Linked DNA regions of Zea mays: regions 1 and 3 are each linked to region 2. The links are chromatin contacts, called in public Hi-C maps. All regions are on one chromosome and are shown on one strand. Each heading gives the region's core, a stretch centred on a gene start, on an enhancer-like site or on the middle of the called end of the contact. The rest is flanking DNA. Distances are from core to core; before and after follow the strand shown.

The links. Hi-C and Micro-C count contacts between places; a contact is called where the count stands out from the background.
Region 1: a contact with region 2 is called in a Hi-C map of ear, with 1.9 times the contacts expected there. The contact joins the promoter of LOC100216759 here to the promoter of LOC100279191 in region 2. A contact is called at or near these places in 6 of 25 Hi-C or Micro-C datasets (bundle sheath, ear, leaf and 2 more).
Region 3: a contact with region 2 is called in a Hi-C map of ear, with 2.0 times the contacts expected there. The contact joins the promoter of LOC103627622 here to the promoter of LOC100279191 in region 2. A contact is called at or near these places in 2 of 25 Hi-C or Micro-C datasets (ear and leaf).

The regions. Positions count from the first base shown.
Region 1 is chr5:209,486,298-209,490,569 of Zm-B73-REFERENCE-NAM-5.0, forward strand. It overlaps LOC100216759 (Dof zinc finger protein DOF2.1), which reads right to left and starts at 2,010. Exons shown (of 2, transcript NM_001143160.1): 1 at 1,273-2,010. The coding sequence starts at 1,326.
Region 2 is chr5:209,308,236-209,312,286 of Zm-B73-REFERENCE-NAM-5.0, forward strand. It overlaps LOC100279191, which reads right to left and starts at 1,664. Exons shown (of 2, transcript NM_001152215.2): 1 at 1,331-1,664; 2 at 1-1,222. The coding sequence starts at 1,498. The coding sequence ends at 245.
Region 3 is chr5:209,561,513-209,565,851 of Zm-B73-REFERENCE-NAM-5.0, forward strand. LOC103627622 (inorganic pyrophosphatase TTM1) reads left to right here and starts at 2,512. Exons shown (of 14, transcript XR_004849688.1): 1 at 2,512-2,851; 2 at 2,937-3,001; 3 at 3,591-3,960. It overlaps LOC100273931 (carbamoyl-phosphate synthase small chain), which reads left to right. Exons shown (of 11, transcript NM_001148323.1): 9 at 1-144; 10 at 809-974; 11 at 1,082-1,343. The coding sequence ends at 1,125.

The DNA.
Region 1 (4,272 bases), core at 760-3,259, 180 kb after region 2:
AGAAAAATGTCACGCCCTTTGGATCCTTAGAATTGAATTCCATTCTAATAATAGTAATTTAAGCAAAAAAAAACAATTAAACTATTATGGTCTGTATACTATTATTTGCAATATGGGAGAGATATTCATGTGATACATTTTTAATATAGATGAGTGAACCGAAGAGCGACTTATAAGTTACAGAGTAGAAACATATTTCGTTGATACGTAAAATCATTTTCCATACTCCACCTCTATGAATTTGAGATGTGCTTATATCTAAGCTTTGAAAAGCGGTAAAATATCAAATTTCAAGCCAAATAGACTACTATATTAAGTAAATTCTAATTCCTTCAAAACGAATAGATCCAAATGGGCCGTCAATGAAAACTACTGCACAAAAAATTAAAAGAGCACTCCCTCAATCCTAAAATAGATGTTCATTAAATTTGTCGTGAAATCAAAATTTTATAAATTTGATAAAGTATATAACAAATAATATTAATATTTGTATCTTCAAACAAGTTTATGATTAAAGTATATTTTATAACTAATCTAATAGTAGTTACTAATAGGCCTTGTAAGTATTGGTATTATTATATATATTTAATCAAATTTAGAAAGAAAAAAAAGTTTATACTAAAACTACAGCAAGTGAAAGAAATGCATGCTGCCACATGTTTCTGAGTTGATAATAGTTCATCAAAAGAAACACTAGTTTCCTCAAGGCTATAAATGTGCCAGACCGTCGATCTTACGCTGTAAATGTACCTTTGATAATATTAACCATATATGCTACTAAACAACCATTGTTGATGACAAAAAAATAGCAATCAAGGAGACATATATAGTGCAGAGATCAACAAAGAGGAGTGAGCTGCCTACACGCATGTACACACACAAACACACAAAAGGATCGATTGGGAAGCAAGACATGCATGAATTAACGAACCAGAAAAAATATCACACAACTGCTAGCCTAATTAATGATATCTGGTATATAACTATATATAGGCCTTACGAAATCTTGACGAACAGAAAACATAGGGGGGGAGGAGGAGAAGTGAACCAGGGATGCAAGGAATTGTACTACCGCGCGCGTGTGACAGACGGCTAGGGCTCATGTATATGTATATTGGTCAGATCCCATGTCCTGGGCCTGGGGAGACCGGGAGATGCATGCATGAATTATATGTATGCACAGGAGGGATAGATGCCAGATAATGAGGTAATCACAAATTAAGAACAAACTTCTTGTGCGACGAGGGATAGATGCCAGATCATGGTACGTACCTTGAGCCAGTCCGAGTCCAGGCAGATGTGCATCGGCGGTGCCCCGGCCATCATCAGAATACGTCGGTCACTAGCCGAGTACCCTAGCCAAACGTGACGATCGCCGTGGTCTGTTCTGCCAAGCAGATCGACGAGCCACACGCAAAACCTAGCTAGCTAGACACACACAACACACCACGCGGACACACCCCCACAAAACTGTGCAGCCGGTAGCTAGTTCATTACCCTGATCGTCATATATACTATAGAACTGGCCTTCTTCCTCTCTGCCGGTGCCTTTGCCTTGCCGACTAATTGGAAGGTAGCGAGGACAGGGCCACCGAGCGATGATGTGCAGAGCAAATAAACATAGACTGAAGGAAAGAACGGATGAGATAATAGTGCGTGGTGCGAAGGAGGGGGCTAGCTAGAAGAAGCTAGAGCAGAGGAAGAGAGGAATCTGGTGGTGCCGCCGGTTGGTGGAGAGATGCGAGCGAGAGAGCTCTGGGAGATGTCAATAAGAAGGAAGGAAAAGTTGCGCGCCCGACCCCAACCCCGAGTGATAGATAGATCGCTATTCGCTACGAGAGAGAGAGAGAGAGAGAGAGAGAGAGAGAGAGAGAGAGCGCGCACAAGGGCCGGGGTGGCCCACGGTGTCGGGGCCAGAAGCGCCCGGCACTCCGGCAGCGTGGTGAACGGAGGAGACGCGTCCGGGACCGGGAGGGGAGCCTAGGACCTGGGTGGGAGCGGGGAGCCGGGGAGTAGAGAGCCGGAGGCCGGAAGAGAAGAGTGGAAGGCGGGCGGGTCGGCCTAGCTCGTCGCGTCGGCTTCCCCACGCCACACTGCCGCGGTCCCCGCAGCCCCATGCCATGGGCCCGCCGCCGGCTCGCGTCCCGAGGCGTGCGCGGCTGTCGGTCCGTCCTGGCTCGGCGGCCTTCACTTCACCAGCCTACTACTCCGGCTCGGCTAGGGCCCTACGCTGCTGGCTGGCTCTCATCATCTAGTACTACCAGTCACACTTTGGCGGTCTAGCGGTGTGTAGTATGTGTGTTTGGAGACTTTGGTCAAACTTTGCCATGTGGACCGAGTGGACGCTGCGTGCGGCGTGCCTGCGTCTGCTACCGCGCGCTAGGCGCTACTAGCAACCTGCACTTGCTGCTGGTAGTAGCGTGTGAGCTTTGAATTGAAATGATCTTTGGCACACACGATCCATTCTCCCAAAATGTGTGCTATTTATTTTATTTTATTTTATTTTTCCGAACGACGCTTTCCTAAAAAAATTACTTGTACTTCATTTGGTAATATTTTCTTTTCATGACATTTATGCCATGCTACTACAGTTTGTACCCTAAAATAAGATGTCAAATCATTCAAAAAAATGTTTTAAATTATTATAGAAGACCGAGGGTAGAGTGACATTATCATTAATGCATGCATGTGGCATTGTGACCAACTTAAATCAGGGGCCGCAGCTGTTTCCACTAATTCCCTAGCTGAAAAGAGCTACTACAATGACAAACTGACGTAGTGACGTCGCATATATCATGGTCATGCGTAGCCATGACGATACCATCCCGGCCACGTGGAATATTTCGGTCCCTGTGAGGAATAGGCTAGAAAACCGAAAGCACACTACAATTTGGGGGGCCCTGGGCCCATGCGTTGCAGGTTCGTCTTCACCCCGATCGGCCCGGGCGCCTCTCCGTCCGTCGTCGTCGGTCATCCTATTCTAAATAAAAATATACATACTACGTAGTACAGAATTTCACCTGGACTACGGCGGTCTAGGTACGTGTATGTATGGCGCCGGGCGGGCGGTGGTATGTATGGTCTCGGGGCGGGGCCGTTCAAAAGCATGCTTTCGGAGGTTCGAAAGGCATGTAGTAGCAAAGAAGAGACAAGGATAGCAGAGCCGAAGCATCTCTCCCTTTCCTGATTCAAAATTTTGTCCCGCTTTTGCGCTTTAGCTTGGCCTTTTGCGAGCTCGCCGTCCGCAAGCAAGGTATCCATTCGCATTCCCTACTAGTGCTAGCTCGCTCGCCAGATCAGTCATCCTCTGCGGCCACTGGTCGTCGTCGTCGGTCGACTTGTTGTCTCTGGTTCTGGCCACCAGATGCATGCATGGGCTCGTCGCGCATGCCCGTCGCCGTCAGGCGTTTCGGCGCTCTCCTTCGATCCTGCTTGCTGGTGTCACCACGGCCTCATGATATGAATATATGGTCTGTGTACGTACGGTGCTTGCATCGCGTTTCCACACTGCTCTTGCACTGTTGTCCGGTGTGGATGCAAGTTGCTGTTCGTTCGTGGATGCGTGTGCTGTGTCCCGATGCCTCATGCCTGTGAGTTTAGTTTATGCGAAAAAACATGCGTTGGCAGAGCTACGCCCACATCACACGTACTGCAGCTGACAAGCTGAAGGTCAGTATAGGACCGGCATGCAGTTTGGCCAGAGCACTCAGAGAAGTTGCTGTAGCAACTAGCAAGCCTTCAGGTAAACTGATGTATACTAGTACTATGCTAGTAGTGTACTAGTGCTGTAAACCCAATGCAAGCTGGGCTCATCATCTATGGCGCGCGTGTCGGCGTGTGTGGTCTTTAAGCCACACAGCTATATATATATTCCAGACCATCGGGGGAATGGTGATCATCGATCAGGTTCTCGGTTCTCCCATCGCAAGCATCCTGGCCACGCCATCCTTGGAAGAGTGGACGAGAGCACGCGTGAGAAATTGACGCAACGAGCGACGCGGCAACCAGACGCCACGCCACACCGCACCACCGGCCGGCAGCTAGCTAGGCCAACCGCGGCCCAGTCCGGGCCTCTGTCAGCTCGCCTACGCCTAGTGCCGGTGCGCGCGTGCGCCCCCGAGCGTAGCTAGCTCTCCCGTCCTCTCGTACTGTTCCCTCACCTGGCAGGCGGCAGGCCCGGCGCCACGCCGCGACCGCACTACTGTAGCCAGTAGCGTGAGCGGCGAACCGGAGCCGCGCAGGCGCAGCAGCACCTACGCCTCCCCCTTGCAC
Region 2 (4,051 bases), core at 414-2,913:
GGTCGTCCAAGAAAGCAACGAGGACGAGGGGAAGACTTGTAGTAGGAGTATGGCTGAGATGAGATTAGGTCACACAATCATATTAATCCCTCCTAACTGCTGCATGATGAGTCAACTCCTTAACAACTGGGATGTCACTGAAATTACAAGGGAAGAAGAAGAAGAAGAAGAAGGATAAATAAAGGAGCTAATAAGCTAATGGCATCGTCTGATCCTCTCGCGCTGCTCTGCGGCTACTCGATACTCATGCATCATGCTGCTGCTGCTGCTGCTGCTGCGGCGGCGGATGATGGTGGATGTGGAGCGGAGGTGGAGGCGGGTGGTGGCGAGGCAGTGGCTGTGGGTAGGAGGAGGATGGGGGCGAGGGCGGGACCTTGGCGAGGTGCTTGTTGTTGTGCATCCACACCTTGAGGACGCGCCGGGAGACGCCGACCTGGGCGCAGAAGGCGTCCACGGCGTCGGCGTCGGGCTTGTGGACGCGCCACCCGACGCGGTGCGCGAACTCGCGCATGAGGTCCTTCTGCTCCGCCGTGAACTTGGTCCGGAAACGCTTCTTGCTCGGCGCGGGGGGAGCGGAGGCCGACCCTCCTACTACGGCCACCTGCGCGTGCGTCGGCGGCGCGGGCGCGGGCGCGGGGCCGCGCAGCTCCTCGCTGGACGACTCGGCCAGCGCGGCGGGCGCGGACGCCGGGGACGCCGGCACGTGGTGCGGCGGGCGCGTGTGCATGTGCGGCGGGGCCAGCAGCAGCGGAATGGCGCGGGAGGAGTTGGCGCCGGCGGTGGGGGTGGGAGTTACCGCCGCCGAGGGCGATACCGCCACGCCGCCGCCGGGGACCGCCTCGCGTCTGTGGAAGCTGCGGTGGCAGCCGCAGGCGGCGCAGGCCAGCGCGGCGGCCCCGTCGCCCCCGGACGGCATGAACTCGCAGCAGCCGTCGAGCACGTGCGCGCCAAGCCGCGCCGCGTGGTTCCGCAGGCACTCCCGGTACCTCCACAGCTGGGCCGCTTCCACCACGGGCACGAGGCCGAGCGTAGAGGGTGCCGACGTTGGCGCGGCGCCACCGCCGAGAACGCCATTCTTGGCTGGTTCTTGGTGGTGGCGCCGGACATGGGGCTGCGCTCCCGCGGCTCTGTCCCTCTCCCTCTCCGCTTTCCTCGGATGGAGCTGCGCATGCGGCGGTTGTTGGCGGTGAGCCGGCGGGAAGCCTGGTGGAGGCAGCGGTGGCTGCATCACCAGAGATGAGTTGGGAGGCAAGAGCGGCCTCGAGAAGGCGGCAGAATCCATCAGCTGGGAGGGGTGTGAGCAGCCGAGGCCAAGAGCTTGGGCGTGCACCTGCTGCTGCTGTGGAGCGCCTACGGGTGCCACCGCCGCCGTGGTGTAGCGAAGGCCTCTGGCCTCCTCCTCATCCTCCTCTTCTTCCTCGTTCTCGTCGTCTTCTTCTTCCTCCTCCTCCTCGTCCTCTTCTTCCTCTTGCGCATGCGATGATCTCTTGTACTCCATGGCTTTTTTTTTTTTGGCTCGCAGGGTTTGGTGGTCTCTTTAGGTGTAGGAAAAGGATTTCTTTCTTTCCCTCCTGACTTTGCTTTGCTTTCTCTTGCGAGGCTGTGTTGCTGTCGCTGTGCGCTCTACATGTAGGTTTTGGGGAAGAAATAGGGGTGTTGTGTTGGCCTCAAGGGTGAAGGGAGAAGGAGATGGTGATGTGGATTATATTTCTCGGTAAAGTTGAGCTACGTTACGAAGAACCGATAAAAATACACTAACCATAGCAATCGCAATAACAGTTTTGGCCCAAATAAAGTGGGGAATGTTTCCTTGAGAGAGATAGAGAGCTACTAGCTAGTTATAGAGGAAAAAACATATCCATCTTTTCCATCCATCATCCATCTATGCTTGCACCCTTACCGAGAGCAAGGAGGAGGAAGAAGGGAACAACGACAAAGGGAGAGTTGAAGAGTGAAGAGGGGAACCCGGCTAGGCAGGCCTAGGCCTGGCTTGTTTTGGGTGTGTATTTTGAATGAGTCTAGCCAGTCTACCGCTCCCCCACACAAGGCAGTGGTGAGAGTGACTTGCGGGTGGTGACCGGTGTGAGGGAGGAGAAGCCCTTGTCCACCGACAGCGCCATGTTTCACCCCCTCCCACACCTGCACTATGGCCTACCGGCCAGCCACCATCACCACACTCCTCCTCCTCCATGGCCATTGTCATTTCCTCTCTCCGCTGCCCTAGCTTAGCTTTGCTTAATCGTACTCGCCGTCGCCGCGGCTCTCTGTTTAGCTCCCAGTCCCAGTTGTGGGCAGTGCCAGTGTGACCTACTCACCACACCGCAATAAGTGCAGCTGTGTGGTATAACCCCACATTGACTCCAAGTACATCCATGCGCGTCTCCTACTGCCTCGCATCTCTTGCTGCATTTACGCCCTTGGCCGGTACTAGTACCTGTACCGACAATGTACCTGTACGTATGGTAAAATATGACCGTCCCTGTTTCCTTTCAAAATCTATTACACGCCAACATGCAGTCCACATCGTCACCTGATCAAGCAAGTGGCCTCACAATTGTCACTCGCTAGACCAGTAAACCTTTTTAGCGGCTCACTTGCCGACCAGACCCTCTGCTGAGCAACCCTGCGACTGCGAGGCGTAGCGCTCGACCAGGTCCTCTGCCGAGTAACTCTATGAGGTGGAACGGGTGACTAAGTCCATAACGACCAAGACTCTGTCGAGCGATCCTGTGAACCGGAACGTCCGAGCAACTCAGCAAGGCGAAGGTCCTGATCCAGCACTGTTAACCCACGTCAACTATGCTAAGACGTGTCATCATCAAGCCACGTTCGGACATACGTGCGGCACACCAAAGGGACGCCGAGAAGTCCCTATCAGCACGACGACACGCCACCGCGTACGGTCCCGACGTATCCCGACTGTGCTGGGGGCGAGTCAACCTCAGTCATGCCGGAACTAAACACCGTAGTCTCTAGATTGATTCATATTCCTTTCCTTTAGAGACGGAGTTTGTGGAACGTTGCTGAATCCCTTTTAATAAAATGCCTTTAACCATCAACTGCGTGAGTGCATCTGTGCCGTACGTGCAGTGCAGGCCGAGGCACCCTAAAATCCAAGCTACCTGCCTACTAGTAGGTGCCACAGCTACTAGCAGTAACGTCCTTCCATTCCATCCCATAGCACGAAGACACTAGCTAGGGGGGGTCTAGCTGTCCGGTAAAAACCGTGGTTTCACGCACCAACGCGTAGGGGGGGCAGAACGGTCATCAGATGCTGGACAGCTTTGGGAATTGAGGACGCTGGGGCCCCTTCCGCAAAACACCATCGTCAGGCCACTCCATTGGTGTGCCATGGGTCTGCCACTACCATTGTCACGCCTTCACTTTCACCCCTTCCCTAGCGATCTTTATTTTCTTCCCTTCTGGAGTACGTATTTTGTTTATTTGGCTTCAGATGTCTAGTCGCCTCGTCTACAAGAGAAAAAGGCGGTTGGCGAGCGAGTGTGCCACACACGCTGCAATTTGGCATGCATGGCAAGCAGTGCAACACAGCTGTCCTCCTACACTGCCTGCCTCCCTGCCAACGAGTGAGAGGGCACTGCCCCTGCATGCCTTCGGTCTCTGTTAGTAGCTGTGTCAGCTGCAATCAATAAAAATAAAATACGATAGAAACATAACTGTAGCTAAATTGGCTACAGATTTAAAGTCGCAGTAATCCGCAGCGAACAAGTCGGCACACCGGCTCCGCACGCTGGCCGCTGCTGCTGTTGGGGGTCTGGGGTCTGGACCGCGCGCTCCTGGGCGCACTTGGACCATCTGATCACCATCAGGATTCAGAGGCCGGCGATCACATCACGTCGGTCGCAGCGCACGCCCCGGCCCGGATATAAACGCAGGAACACATCCGAGGGGATGGAATGGATCGTGAACCGGCGAAGCCGTCCCTTTCTTTTTGTTGCGTCGCGTCCATCTCCGACTGTGACTCCATGCATGTCAACGTCGATCTGGTTGCCGATGGGCCAGTGTGGCCGTCTGCTGCCACAACGGGGAG
Region 3 (4,339 bases), core at 1,262-3,761, 250 kb after region 2:
GTTCCTGTTTTCGGCATCTGTATGGGCCACCAATTGATTGGGCAGGCGCTTGGTGGGAAGACATTTAAAATGAAATTTGGTCATCATGGTGGGAATCACCCTGTCTGTGATCTCCGTAGTGGGCGTGTAGACATAAGTGCACAGGTTTGTTCCTACCTCTTACTTTTGTTATGCTTTATGTGAGTCATGTCTGTTAAAAACAACTTAGGAGGAACTAAGTGTCTTCGATATTAAGAAAGAAATTATCACCAGATTGACAGATTAGACTTTACGAGTTTTTGAAATTTGGTGGTCTGGGCATACATACACACCCATAAGCTGAGCCAGCTCAGTCTTCATTCAGCTTAAAAAAGAGTTGGGTTTAAATAATTACTACTTTATGTTAATTCTCCTTGCAATGACCACCGGCTATTGTTGTATCTCTAATTCTCTATTTGTTGTGAGAGGTGCTGCACGTCTTCCATCTGTTCCTTAAGTAAATTTGAGTTTCTCAGAGTCTTCATATAGAATTGTAGTTTTGTTTTGTTAGGCAATGCTACAACCAATAGCAGTATAACATGCTAGGGTGAGAGTAAATATGACAAGTCAGTTGAGATATAAAATCAGTTATTGGTTGAAATGAGTGGGGGTTCCCGCCAAGAAGATTATGTTTTACCTTCTAAGTATGGTAGTATCCATGCTGTTACTTTTCTCTAGTCCATGTTACTGAGAATCTGAAATCACTTTTTTTTTGGTACCTGTGATGCTTCCTAGCTTGTATTTGTAATCTGTATTGTCCTAAAGCATGTTTCGTTTTCGTTCCATGTAGAACCATAACTACGCAGTTGACCCAGAATCACTTCCAGAAGGAGCAGAAGTAACTCACGTCAATCTCAACGACAATAGTTGTGCTGGCCTTCAGTACGCCAAGATGAAGCTTGTGTCTCTCCAGTACCATCCTGAGTCTTCCCCAGGTCCGCATGATTCCGACACAGGTACATTTCTTTTGCTAGAATCTTCTGTTGATCCACCATGGTGTAGAACGTACTGCTATCTTAATGTGATTTAGCTGATGTCTCGATTCGTCTTTTGTGCTTTACAGCCTTCGGTGAGTTTATAGAGCTCATGAAGAGCAACAGATTGTGAGGGAGGGGAGTACTGGCAAAGGTCAACAATTGTCTTGGTGCTCTCTCGCAGCAAGCTCAAAAGAATTTGTTTCATTTTAGTGTTTTTCTTTGGGATGTTCATGTACTTGAATTTTGGGTCCAGAGGACATAGCATAAGATGCTCTGCAGCTGTACCATGAATTGAAGTAGTGAACTGGTTGAATTTCTTGAGAATAACATGTTATCAAATTGCACGGTACAGTATACTCAGATTATGCTCGCGAATTTCTGGCCGGCAAGTAAAGTGGTGAGCACCAGTAGACTAGTTAGTATAGAGATAAAGGATGGCCATGAAGGCTCGTCAGTGGATACTTCTGTTGTTCCAAGCTAATCAGATGTGCACAAGCACAACGTTGTTGCCAGCTTTTTAAATGACTGATGGAAAATCATCCAGCTTTTGTTGGCGACAAGGTTCGTGTAGATCGTTCGATGTGCATCTGATCTGGAAACTTTCTCGTTTATCCGTACTGCACCAGTAGATGCTCTGTCTGACCAGATTGACAGTGTGACGGGGAGGAAAGGGGTTTGGATTCTTTTTGTTGTTTTGTTGCCTTATTGGTATTTCTAATAATGTGGTCAGTACGTCTGTGTTCGAGGTTGAGATGCTCTGCTTTCCTTCCATTACCGTGTGTTTTCGGCAATTTGTTGTCGAAGGCACAGGATCTCTTATAAGAAAAGAAGAAAAAGATCACAAGACTTGAGAATTTGTACTTTCTCTTACAGCAATTTGCTAGATGTTTGGCCAGAGGTTGTGAGCACGTCACTTTCCTGGAAAGGCAAGCGAGAGTGCGAGAGAGAATCTGCCTTATAGGTTTGCCGTCTTGCCGAGCATTTTTGGGAGGTGTGACTCGGCTAGTCAAGTTGTATCGTATACGATATAGAGCACGGAATAATCGCGCTCCGCACTGCTTTTCAACCTGGTGTTCCAGGACGGGTTGTCCTCTTGTTCAATGTTCTTTACTTCTTTTTCTTCGTCCGTTGATTTTTTTCCAAGAAAAAAGAGCAAAAAGCACAATACAATTTCTAAGAAGAGCAAAAAGAGCCATACAAAAATCACCCAACTTGGCTAAACGAGAGTAAAGAATAGAGCCATAGCAACAACTATTCCTGAGAAGGCAATGCGCTATTGGTCGCGAGACCGGTTCTCATTCTACGTTTCCATCTCGTTTTACTCCATTGCCTCAGCTATATAACTGTTTGGTACAATTTTTTTTTCTAAAAACCTTTTATAAAAACTTGGATTCATGGATAATTTAACTGAGAATATGAATATCACGGGGTTATGTGTGTGTGGAGAAAGTTGAAGGATTCGTAGGGTTTAAGGTTTAGGAAGGGATGTTTTTTACTAACATGATGATTCGATCGATTCTGTATTTATGTTAATATAGATGATTTTTATTGAAGCGAATCTATAAAAACGTTTAACGGTTAGCTATAAAGCAGGACTCATATAAATTTTACACATACGCCTTTGGTAGCACATAGCACTAGTCACGTCCATGTCCATCCCGGCCCTTGGTAGCACTAACATCGAAGCATCCTCCTCCGTCCACGACCCACACCGCCGTGCTCAAATTCGGCCTTGCCAGCGCCGCCGAGCGTCCAGCGCCGACCCAAGCACGTGAGGAGTTGGACACCACCGAGAGGAACTCTCTGGTCCTGCTCGTGGTGGTCGTCGTCATCGCTTCCCGGGCCTGAGAACTGTGGTATTTCTCTTGTTCTGAACTCACCCCCTGCCTTTCCATAATTCCATCTCCGGTTCACCCCGCGTGATCTGTCTCGTGCGGCAAGGCGTACGCGTCCTTTCCCTCCCGCGGCAAGGCAACAGCCGCCGTCGCCCTAAGCCAGGTGCCCAGGTATTCGTCGGTCCCTTCGCCAGGCCTCCCTCGCTTGCCGCCAACGAGCACCCACTAGGTATCCGCAACCTCCCTCTCCCATTCATGCTGTGCGAAACCGATCACCCGATTCATGCTGTGCGAAACCCCATCCGAACCCTCGCTTAAGCTACTTGGCTATTTCGTATTCGGATCTGATCTAATTACGAGTGTATACACATGCTTACTAACTTACAACTTCATTTTTTTTGGCAAAAAATATTGGGCACCCACGTCCTTTACTGGGTCCGCCCCTTGTTCTTCGTTAGCGCTCAATTATTGTTCTGCACTTAATAGCTGGCGTTCTCACTGCATTGTAGAATATGCGCTAAAAGTAAACATCAAGTACAGAGTTACATGAAAGTATGTTACAAAAGTTAGATAAAGGAAAAGTGAAAGAAACAATGAAAAGGGGCTAGGAAGTAGGAAGTACAATATAATTGGATTCGGCAGTTCGGTTCGGTGACACCGACCTTGAAGCCAATCAGTCTATGTTTTGAGCCTCTTAGGGAACCCTGAATTCACATAGCTCTATTATATCTTTAATTTTCTATTTCCATCTGTTGTGCAGACTGTAGACTACAATTGCATCCTGAAGAATAAAATGGACCAACATGATTCCATGGCTGACTCACCAAGGAGGCGGCACAACCTTTTGCGTGACAAGGTCCAATTGGTGAAAAGGAAAGATTCAGATCGCTATGAGATCGTCCGCTTCCATGATCCACTGTCTTTTGAGAAAGGCTTCTTTGTTGTGATCCGTGCTTGCCAGCTTTTGGCACAGCACAATGACGGGATAATATTTGTTGGTGTTGCTGGCCCCTCTGGTGCTGGGAAGACTGTGTTCACTGAGAAGGTGGTCAATTTCATGCCTGATGTTGCTGTGATATCAATGGACAACTATAATGACGCAACTCGCATAGTCGATGGCAATTTTGATGGTAATTCTAATCACCAAGCACTTTGCATATTGTCTTATAGTTTCTTTAATCCGTATAACCAAGTTCCCGGATCGACGGGTCGAGGAACGGAAATGCGGTACGTGGTGCGCCACTAAACAAGGATTTTAATACCATGGGGACGATATTGTTCCTGCGTTCCCGGAATGGAACAAACGATCCTGGAATGAGGAACATGGCAAAGTTCCCTGTTCCTGGTTACTAGGCATATACCACTTTCTTCACAGCAACAAAACTTCTGAAAAAATAATAGGAGATAGTTATGTTACATATATCTTGAGCTGTGGTGTTGCACATTTGGTCATTTGGAAACTGCATACCACTGTGTTGATAATGGCATGATTATTATCTTATAATATTT